3 separate regions of the Mus musculus genome follow, and regions 1 and 3 are each linked to region 2. Evidence: chromatin contacts called from public Hi-C and promoter capture Hi-C data. All regions are on one chromosome and are shown on one strand. The core of a region is the stretch at or near the end of the contact, and the rest is flanking DNA. Distances in the headings are between cores, read along the strand shown. Region 1 holds the start of Tedc2 (tubulin epsilon and delta complex 2). Region 2 holds the start of Kctd5 (potassium channel tetramerisation domain containing 5). Region 3 overlaps Abca17 (ATP-binding cassette, sub-family A (ABC1), member 17).

Region 1 (3,231 bases), core at 419-2,918, 150 kb after region 2:
TCCTCAGGTAGCTGCAGGAGAGTCCTGTGAGAGAGAGAAGCCAATGCTAAGAGCAGTCTCCTCACATTCTAGGGCTGTCATTCTTTTTGTTATTGTTGTTTTGTTTTGCTTTTTTTCTGAGACAGGGTTTCTCTGTGTAGCCCTGGCTGTCCTGAAACTCACTCTGTAGACCAGGCTGGCCCCGAACTCAGAAATCTGCCTGCCTCTGCCTCCCGAGTGCTGGGATTAAAGGCGTGGGCCACCAAGCCCGGCATTAGGACTGTCATTCTTACTCATGGCTCAGAACCCATTGGGGCGAACCTTCTCACCTCCTCTCCTTTAACAGCTTAATTCTGACAAGCTTTTTGAAAACGGCTTCTGGAGGAGGGTGGGTGCTCGCCCAGTCCAGAGAGCTCATGGGCTGGTTAGGCTCCAGAACGACAAACCTGATACCATCCCAACCCTGTTCTGCCCTGTTTGCTTCAGTGCATGACCCTTACGGGTCGGCACCAGGGGCTTCCTCAACCAGCTCAATGCCCTGTCAGGATACGAGCGTCTGGGAAGCTTACCCCTTCTCCTTTAATGCGAAGAGTTCTGTGGTGTGATGAGCAGATGACGGGGTCATTTGTTGGTCCCTGAGGTCTGGTCCATACCCAGTAGTTTGGTCTTGTGTTCTTACATGGGTCTTATCACCCTTTGATCGTAGTCTGTGCTCAGGGTAATCCTTGGGAGGGGCTGTGGCCCGCTGTATACCCTTGGTGGATCTTGTACCCAATACACGGCTGCCACCCCGGCTGGGAGCCCGAGGATGGGAGGCGGCAGCGGCACCAGAAGTGGCTGCCTTAGATGTCAGAGTGGGGGTTCTGTCTCTTTGTCCAGCATTGGACACGCCTTTCCTCACACGTACAGCCTTCTCCAGAGCCTGGGTCAAAAGTTCCAGCTCCTCGAGATCTTGAGAACTCGGTGCACATGCTATGAACGTCAAGAACCATGCAAGAATTCCTCCTCACTGTCCCAGGATGGATTCCCCCATGACAGCAAGCCAGAGAAAGGCCAGGGACAGCACCCATAAAAAGCAGCTAACGTTTACCTGGACTTGGGTCCTCTTCTTTGGTTTCTGGAACTGGAGATGGGGTCCTGGCTGGTTCCCTGCAAAGACAGGGCAGCCATGGTATGGTCCAAACATTCTATCCCTAAGCAGATTCCCAGCCTCAGACCCTGGATAAGGGGTAAGGATAGCAATGGCAACCGGAGTCTAAAAGCATGCATTTGTATTTGGCCTTCTAGGCCCTGGGACTCTGCATAATCCTGATGGTCCGAGGAGGGACTGGCCAGGAGGTCCTGGGTCCGCGTACCAGACCTGCAGCAGCCTCCTGGAAACGCGCAGGCTCCGCTCCAACTGCCGCTGCCGATCGGCGCAGGAGTCCAAGGCGCCCTGCAGCTCCGCTACCAGCCTGAGGACAGGTACTATGTGAGCCTCCGAACCTCGCTCCCGTCCGCCCAATTCCCTTCCGTTGCACGAGACCCACCGGTGAGCGCAGTCTGCGGGTAGTAGGTAGTTTCCTTTAACACCAAGCATTTTTGCCGCCGCCAAGGAGTCCCGCGCCTTCCGGGCAGAAGGCCGCCCACTTCCGGGTAGGCTACCCAATCTTGAGCACAGCTTGCAAGTCCAGCTCCAAAACGCGAATCCATCTCAAGCTCCACCCATCATCCCAGACTCCGCCCTAACCCCTCCCACGGGAGGACGCAAAGGCTCTGTTGGAACCTGGACAGTGCCACTGTAGATAAGATAGCTTCTGATTTGGCTAATCAGATAATGCTCTTCTGACAGGGCATCCGTGACCCTCTAAAGTTTGGTTTTTTGTCTTAACCAGGTTTTGCCGAACCTACTTTGAAAGCAGAGATAAGCGGTCTTGCTGACTCCAGGATGACTTAGCAATCAAGCATATGGCCAGAAGACAATGCTAGAACTGGGTCAAGGAACATCTTAGGAATGTCAGGCGCCAGACGTGAACAATGAAGCCCAGGGAATCTGGAGCATGTGGCACTTAGAATAGGTCTGCTAAGCTGCTCTACGTCATGGAAGGTTGTGCAAGAGACAGAGGAGTGTCAGATAGTAGATAGATAGGCGGAGGGGAGGCTGAAGCCCAGAGAATGGCCAGGAGGCCGTAGATAGGACACATGCAAACACAGCAGCTAAGGGTCAGAGCAATGGTCTTTGCCCTCAAAGATCTACCAAGCTAGGCCAGCTTGTCAATACATGGTTAATATTGACTTGTTTGGCATAGATTATCAGTACATTATGTTCTCCATCAAGTCAGTTTGTGCAATCTCATGTAGTCTCAGCTGGCCTTCAATTCACTATGTATCTGATGACCTTGAACTCATGACCTTCCTGTCTCCATTTCAATTATTTTTTACTTTTATCTTTTTTGGTTTTTCGAGACAGGGTTTCTCTGTGTAGCCCTGGATGTCCTGGAACTCACTTTGTAGACCAGGTTAGCCTCCAACTCTGAGATCCACCTGCCTCTGCCTCCCAAGTGCTGGGATTAAAGGTGTGTGCCACCACTGCCCGGCCCAATTATTTCCTAATTAAAAAACTTGTATGTCAACGTACAACTTGCATGCCTAGTGCCCAAGGAGGCCTGAAGAGGGAACTGGATCTTCTGAAATTGGAGTTATAGATGGTTGAGTGGGTTTGTGGATCTGAATTCAGGTCCTCTGGTCAAGCAGCAAATGCTACAAACCAATGAGCTGCCTCTGCAGCCTCCTTCTCCCACCTCTTAGAAGCCTGCCACTAGACACAGCTTTTCCATTTGTTTCTACGGTGAAAAATGTGCTTGGCTGCTGAAAGAAATGAGGACAGGGAACAGTGCTCAGCAGTACTGGTGATATAAATTATTAGTTCTAGAGCCCAAGAAGTAAGGTAACCCTGGTTGTTTCTGTACAAAAAGAGCAAGAAAGTTAGCCCAGTGTCAAGTGGGAAAGGGGCTGAGATCTAGGCAGTTCCACTGTCATATTTGGGATAGAAGATGGGCACCCCTACTTACACTGGGCCTCCAGTAGCCCAGGGAAACTTAAGACCTGTGGAGACTAAGACTTCATAGAAGTCAGAGGGACCCAGGTGTGTGCCTAGAGTAATTGTTTCCTACCGGTGCAGGCTGGAAGTGGGCTGAGATCTTCTTGTGTGTGTGAATCTATATATTTGTATGCCACATGTAGACCTGGTGGCCACAGAGGTGAGATACCTTC
Region 2 (3,321 bases), core at 406-2,905:
AAGTAAGCAAAAAGACACCAGAAGCCAAGGGCCAAGGCTGACTTAAAATCTGACTTAATACACAAGACAGGGATGCTTGGGTAGAAAAACAAGAATGACTATAAATGCCTACTGTTTGAAAAACCAATCGTAAAGTACACACCCTCACTATAAAAAGGAAACAGCACTGACAAAAGCCTATTTCTATCTGTCAGACTTCTGCCATTTTCTAGAAGGCAATCCTCTAAGAGTGAAGAGATTTGGTCAACTCAGTAATGGTAACAGCTGGGAGGAAGGATATGAAGAACTACCATAGTAGTATCTCAAACTCTAACTTCTTGATTATTTTGCAGTAACTCAAGAGTTCATTTCCTGGTCATAATGCCAGGCCTCCCTCACTGAGAAGGTGCTCTGTTAGGCCGTTTAAAGTGCAATGGGCTCGATCTTTCTGGAAAACCTCCTGAGTAGTCACTTTCAGGCTGGCAAGGCACAAAATCAAGCACCATCATGTAGGCTGAACCAGAAAACTCAGTTAGTACAAGGCTAATAAACTGCCTAGGGGGAAAGGGGAGTGAACGATTTGTTCCTAAGTTTCAATCCTGCACAATACTAATTTTTCAGTATGCAGTACGACACACAACTTTTGTAATGATAATAATTGAAATACTTTCTATTACCACAGGTATTAACAGTATTAGCGTTTAATTAAATTAAAGATAGACAAACCACAAACTAAGCTGGAAATCCCTACCCTTTTCAAAGGCGGTGGGGAAATGAAGTCTGAAAAGGAGATGGAAAAAGATTCTCTACCTGGTCTCTTTCACAACCCTAAGATTTTTTGACACCTGGCCCCGAACATGAATTCAATACAAATAATTCATTTATTAGAATTAAACTGACACCTTTGAACATTTCTACTCAGGTGGTACCTTCTAAGAGATGCCGTGCCTGTCCTTATGAATGAGAAGGATAAAGCACAAACTCTGCAAATCACTGGAAAAAGGGTAGTCACTGTGTCAACCCCCATGGCCTACGTTAATTTAGACGTCTGGAATGTGAAAAGACCAGATGAATGCAAAGGGTTCTCAGGTTCCAAAGCCAGCAAATAGTTGGGCGGTGGTGGTCACACACCCTGGGCAAAAGAATCTGGGGAGAAGAAAGTAGGGCCACAGCAAAGCTTGGGTCCTTCTCGACCGAAGAGCATGAAAGAAGAAAGAGGCACTGTTAAACCAAAGGGCCGAGGCAGGTGGGTACCAGAGTGCCATCCTCCCTCCGGCCCGCTCCGCCGGGCGCCCTCATTGTGAAGAGGTGTGTGTCGCGAGTGGCGACTAGGGCGGCCAGACCCCTGCTGACCCGCGAGGCCCTCACCTTGTCCGAATCTAGGTCGGGGTCCGCCTGGCACAAGCGGTACAGGAAAGACTTCGGGTCCCGGCACAGCGTCTGCCGGGTGGTGAGGAAGTAGGTGCCGCCGACGTTGAGCCGGACCCACTTGGACACGCCACCGGGGCGCTGAGCCAGGGCGCCCATCCCAGCGCTGCAGCGGCGGCACAGGCCGCCCCCCAGCCCCGCCCCGAGGCCGCTCGGAGCCGGCGGCAGCAGCTCGCAGTGATTCTCCGCCATGATCCTAACAAGCCCCGCCACAGCGGCCCTTCGCCGGAAGCGTCCGTTCTTTAATACAGCCCCCCTGAGTTGTCCCGCCCATAGGTACGCCCCAATAAAGTGCCCGCCCAGGGCTCATGTGCAAGGCGGAAGTTCCGGCTCGAAAAGCAGGCCGGAGATTACCACTTCCGGCCGGAGCAAGTCTCGGGTTCTCACGAGCATCCTCGGCTCAAGCTCCGCCCCTACTCAAAGAGGCTCCATGGCAAACAAAGTGTACACTCTACATGCTTTTATTACAAGACTACCGAGCATACGAGGGAAATCCATCATCCGGTAATTACATCTAAAGCACAGATATTTGAAAAAAACAAAAAAAAGAAAAGTTGTTTCATTAAATTATATGATTAAACCATGACCAAATAGAAAATTTATATAATAAAGCCAGGAAAAAAGTTGTAAAATATAGTTTACAATAATTATTCACACTCAAGGCTGTACATCAATACATACAACAACGTGGCCCCAAACATGAATTCAATCCAAATAATTCATATATTAGAATTTAAATAACACAGACTGAACTAGAGGCCGACAATAGCCAGCAAATAACCTTATATAAGAATAAAAATACAAAAGTGTATATCCCAGTATCATTGCATTATCTGTTTTCATAAGTATTTTTAATTTTTCCTTTGCCTGTACATCACAGTTACAGCTACAGAACAGGTAGAGAATATTACACATGTTCTAACTGACTGCCACCAACCTGAATGACAGCAATTCATCCTACTGTACGTGGCTAATGGACCAGCCGCAGCAGCTCTAAATACTGTAACAGTTTTTAATTTGCACATGTCCAATCACACTATGGTCGTGGCTTTAACCTGCACAATGACCTACTTGTAGTCATTAACCCAGATGATTAAACTAGGGTGGACTACATGGGGAGGGAAAATTTTGCTATTTGTAAAAACTTTTGTTCAGTTTGGATTCTTCATATGGAAGAAATGAGTTACAGGGAATTTTCAGGTATTCATATTGGTTAATTCATTTGCTTACTGCTGCAAAAGTGCTTTTGACAGAAACAGCTTCCCTCACATTGCAGGCCATTTTTCCACATTCTGACTTATAACCCTGAAGTGTTAGGCCAGAAGCTAGGTATCTTCAGAGGTTCTGAGAGTGGTTCCAGCCCTGTTCAATGTCAGGGCCCTTGTCTTACCTTCTACCCACGAGGTGCTACACCCACTGGCATCAGCACCAGTTTATGTTGGGTTTTGCATTAAAACAAATAGAAACGTGTATAGGAGTATCTTCACCATATTCAGAGTTGCTGTGGCCTCCCAAGTCTCAGATGAACACCCCAGGTCTATAGAACAATGGGGAGAAGCCTTGAGGCAGAGGAGGGCAGGAAACTGATTTCTACACATCTCCAGCCCTAAGCTCTGACAGTCAAGTAACACAGAAAATCTCTGCTGCATGTTTCCAAATTGAACCAGCAGGCCCCACCCAACACAGATAAAGCTACTATCTGATTTGGGTGGGCACTACAGTTCCGTGCAGCACTGCAGCGCACAAGAAGGTTTACATAAGCATCAGTGGGGATACCCATCCTTGGCAATGACAAAGCCTAGCCACTGTGCTGTCCTGAACCAAGACCTGAGGTGTGGAGCAAGAACACTCACAGCTGTACTTTTAGTAAAACTCAATCATCTGTGTGGTTTCTTTTCCAAGAAGAGCTTTGCT
Region 3 (3,197 bases), core at 473-2,972, 210 kb after region 2:
TAGAAACATTCCAGGAGACTTGCAGGTTAGTTCAGTGGCAAAGGACTCGTTTAGCATGCAGGAGACCCTAAGGGTTTCATCAAGCACCGTGACATCATATCGAACAAAATCTGATCTGTCTTAAATGCTGTAAAGATTTGTATTTAGAAATTATACAATAAAATTATGTTCATGGAGGAAACAGAAGAGAATGGTGTAGTTATCTTTTCCATTTCCTTAAACATGGCTTAGCTTTGTGCATAGTTCTTTCATATCATTTTTAGTTTATTTATTTTATGTATATGAGTACCCTGTAGCTATATAGATGGTTGTGAGACTTCATGTGGTTGTTGGGAATTGAATTTTTTTTTAGGACCTCTGCTCGATCTGGTTGGCCCGGCTCACTCCCATCAATTCCGCTTGTTCAGTCCCTGCTTGCTCTGAACCAAAGATTTATTTATTATTATACATAAGTACATTGTAGCTGTCTTCAGACACGCCAAAAGAGGGCATCAGATCTCTTTGTGGGTGATTGTGAGCCACCATGTGGTTGCTGGGATTTGAACTCAGGACCTTTGAAAGAGCAGTCAGTGCTCTTACCCACTGAGCCAGCTCACCAGCCCTTGTCGTTGTTCTCAAATGTGTTATAACTACTATGTACATAGCATTTACAGTGTATTAAGTGTTTTAAGAAATCTAGACATAATTTAAAGTATGGATGAGAAGACTATGGTGTAGCTCAGTGGTAGAACAGTTGCATAAAATGCACAAGGCTCTGTATTAGATCCTGAGTCTCACACACACACACACACACACACACACACACACACACACACACACACACAGAGACAGAGAGATGGAGAGAGACAGAGAGACACACAGAGAGAATGTGCAGCTATGCATAGCTTTCATGCACTTGCCATGCCTTTTCACAGGAAAGGGCGAATGCTGCAATGAACTGTAGGTTGGATGGTGGCACATGCCTACAATAGGTAAATCTTTCCAAGTCCAAAGCTTGCCTGGTTTAAATAGTGAGTTCATGAACAGCCAGGGATACATAGTGAGACTTTAAGCCAAGTGGTTGTGGCACAATCCATTAATCCCAGCACTCGGGGAGGCAGAGACAGGGGTTGGGTGTGTGTGTGTGTGTGTGTGTGTGTGTGTGTGTGTGTGTGTGTGTGTGGTGGTGGTGGTGGTGGTGGTGGTGGTGGTGGTGGTGGTGTTAATCTCTGAGTTCTAGTCCAGCCTGGTCTACAAAACTAGTTCCAGGACAGCCGGGGCTACACAGAGAAACCCTGTCTCAAAAAAAAAACAAAAAAAAACAAACAAACAAAAAAAACAAACCCAAAAAACACCAAAAAACCAACCAACCAACCAAACAAAAAAACCATAGGGAGAAAAGAAAAAGAAAGAAAGGCCAAATCGTATTACACAAACCATATAAGGATAAAAATGTTCTCAGCAAATTTCACTCTTTACTCACAAACATCATTGCAGTCAATATCACTCAAGTTCTTAGCACTGCAAAACTTTTTCAGCTCAAAGTTATAGTACAAGTTGGACAAGGCCATTCCCAGGCAATGTCCAGGAAGAATTAGGAAAATATGATCCAAGGAGTCTGAGAGTTCCGTGTAGCCAAGATCTGCAATGAGAACAGAAAGCACCAATTTTACTAGCATAAGGGAAAGTGACCAGTCATCTCTCTCCTCAGTCACTTCTGGAGTCCGGACGTCACACTCTCAGGCCTCCAGACCACACTGTGGGTTCCTGACTCCTGGTGTTGACTCTCCCCACCTCTGTTCATTTAACTCTATGTTTCTTTGTTTAGTTCCTTAGATCTGCCACTTCCTTTATCCAGAGAGCACACTGTATCTGAGAAAGTCAGAGGCAGCATGGCTCCAGCAGGAAGTGCCCAGGGGTGTGGGCTGGAGGTGAGCAGACCCAGGCAGAACAGGGATGGGAGCCAGCTCTGGACTCCCTGGGGTGTTTTACCTTCCCCTGTCCTGAAGATTGAGCCTAGGGACTCGCACATGCTAGGCGAGCATTCCACCATATCCCTGGCTCCAGAGCGTCATCCTGAAGTCAGACAAGGAGTATAAGGTCCCTTCCTCCATGGTTTGTGGAGACTTAAACTGTCATAAAGGGTCCCTTAGGAGAGAGGACAACTCCCCACATCAGAGAAAAGGGACATTGTAAATCAAATTTTAAATGAAAGTAAGGAAGATGGCTGGGGAGATGGCTCAGTGGTTAAGAACACTGGTTGCTCTCCAGAGGACCTGGGTTCAAGTCTCAGCAACCACATGGTGGCTCACTGCAGTCTAATTCCGGTTCCAGGGAACCTGACACCCCTTTACCCCTTTCTGGCCTCGGTGGCTACCAGGCATGTAAGTGATGTGCATCAGATATTCATGCAAACACTTATACACAAAGCAATGTTTCTTAATCTTATGTATATGAATGTTTTGCCTGTATGCTGTCTGTTGTATGTTTGTACATCCTGGAGGCTAGAAGAGGGCATTCGATCCCCTGGGATGGGAGTCACAGACATCCGTGAGCTGTTGGGTGCTGGGAATAAAACTGGGTCCTCTTGAAGAGCAGCCAGTGAGTGGTCTTAACTCCTGACCCAGCTCACCAAGCCCCGCCTTCAAAATAAAAATTACTTTTAAAAATAAAGAAGAATGTGGAAGGGAAGGAAAATCCATCTGAAGGGGTTGTGAAATGTAAATCCAAAAGAAAAAGAGCATTGTGGGGCCAGGACATGCCCGGCAGTGAGGAGCCTTCTGCTCTTATGGAGGACTGGAGTTTAGTTCCCAGCAACCATGCCATGTCGCTCACAAACCACTGGTCCCCACAGCTCCTGGGGATCTGATAACCTCTTCAGTCCTCCATGTGAAACTCCACATATGTGCACAGACACACAGGAAAACACAGAGACGTACAGACAGTCATATAATAAATCCTAATAAAAAGTGGAGGTAAAAAAAAGAAAAAAAAGAAAAAAAGAAAAAAAAAAGTGGAGGTAACATTTAGGCTCTTTTGTCCCACCCTGACCCATTTGTGGTAGCATAAACAGAAGCTGTCAGTTTCAAGTATGTGTTGTAAATAATGGCTGGATCTTAGTTTCTTTTACAAGAGCTCTTCCTCCCATGTTGACTAATTCATTTACATATTCACTTTTTTTTTTAAAGTAAGGAACATTACATTTTAGTGAAATGCAT

What was found. Promoter capture Hi-C pulls out the DNA fragments that hold promoters and counts their contacts. Hi-C and Micro-C count contacts between places; a contact is called where the count stands out from the background.
Region 1: a contact with region 2 is called in a Hi-C map of LSK cells, with 2.3 times the contacts expected there. The contact joins the promoter of Tedc2 here to the promoter of Kctd5 in region 2. A contact is called at or near these places in 8 of 39 promoter capture datasets (the C10 cell line, the HPC-7 cell line, cranial neural crest and 5 more), 2 of 484 Hi-C or Micro-C datasets (LSK cells and regulatory T cells), 5 of 115 datasets of contacts at active chromatin or transcription factors (embryonic stem cells, extraembryonic endoderm stem cells, microglia and 1 more) and 3 of 9 other capture datasets (adipose tissue, liver and pancreatic islet).
Region 3: a contact with region 2 is called in a promoter capture Hi-C map of hematopoietic stem and progenitor cells, with 2.3 times the contacts expected there. The contact joins the enhancer-like site here to the promoter of Kctd5 in region 2. A contact is called at or near these places in 5 of 39 promoter capture datasets (the HPC-7 cell line, cranial neural crest, embryonic stem cells and 2 more) and 2 of 9 other capture datasets (adipose tissue and liver).

Annotation. Positions count from the first base shown.
Region 1 is chr17:24,219,183-24,222,413 of GRCm38.p6, forward strand. It overlaps Tedc2 (tubulin epsilon and delta complex 2), which reads right to left and starts at 1,669. Exons shown (of 10, transcript NM_028056.2): 1 at 1,509-1,669; 2 at 1,335-1,433; 3 at 1,070-1,128; 4 at 549-951; 5 at 1-24. The coding sequence starts at 1,558.
Region 2 is chr17:24,071,830-24,075,150 of GRCm38.p6, forward strand. It overlaps Kctd5 (potassium channel tetramerisation domain containing 5), which reads right to left and starts at 1,656. Exons shown (of 6, transcript NM_027008.2): 1 at 1,348-1,656. The coding sequence starts at 1,599. It overlaps Pdpk1 (3-phosphoinositide dependent protein kinase 1), which reads right to left. Exons shown (of 14, transcript NM_011062.4): 14 at 1,851-3,321.
Region 3 is chr17:24,284,154-24,287,350 of GRCm38.p6, forward strand. Abca17 (ATP-binding cassette, sub-family A (ABC1), member 17) reads right to left here. Exons shown (of 31, transcript NM_001031621.3): 23 at 1,463-1,621. Among named protein-coding and RNA genes, the nearest start is that of Ccnf, 34 kb to the left of the region's middle. Within about 2 kb of position 1,723, at least 22 of the 459 cell types and tissues checked have an H3K27ac peak or open chromatin away from gene starts, as enhancers often do. A contact at or near this core is called in the HPC-7 cell line and hematopoietic stem and progenitor cells, where this site is marked.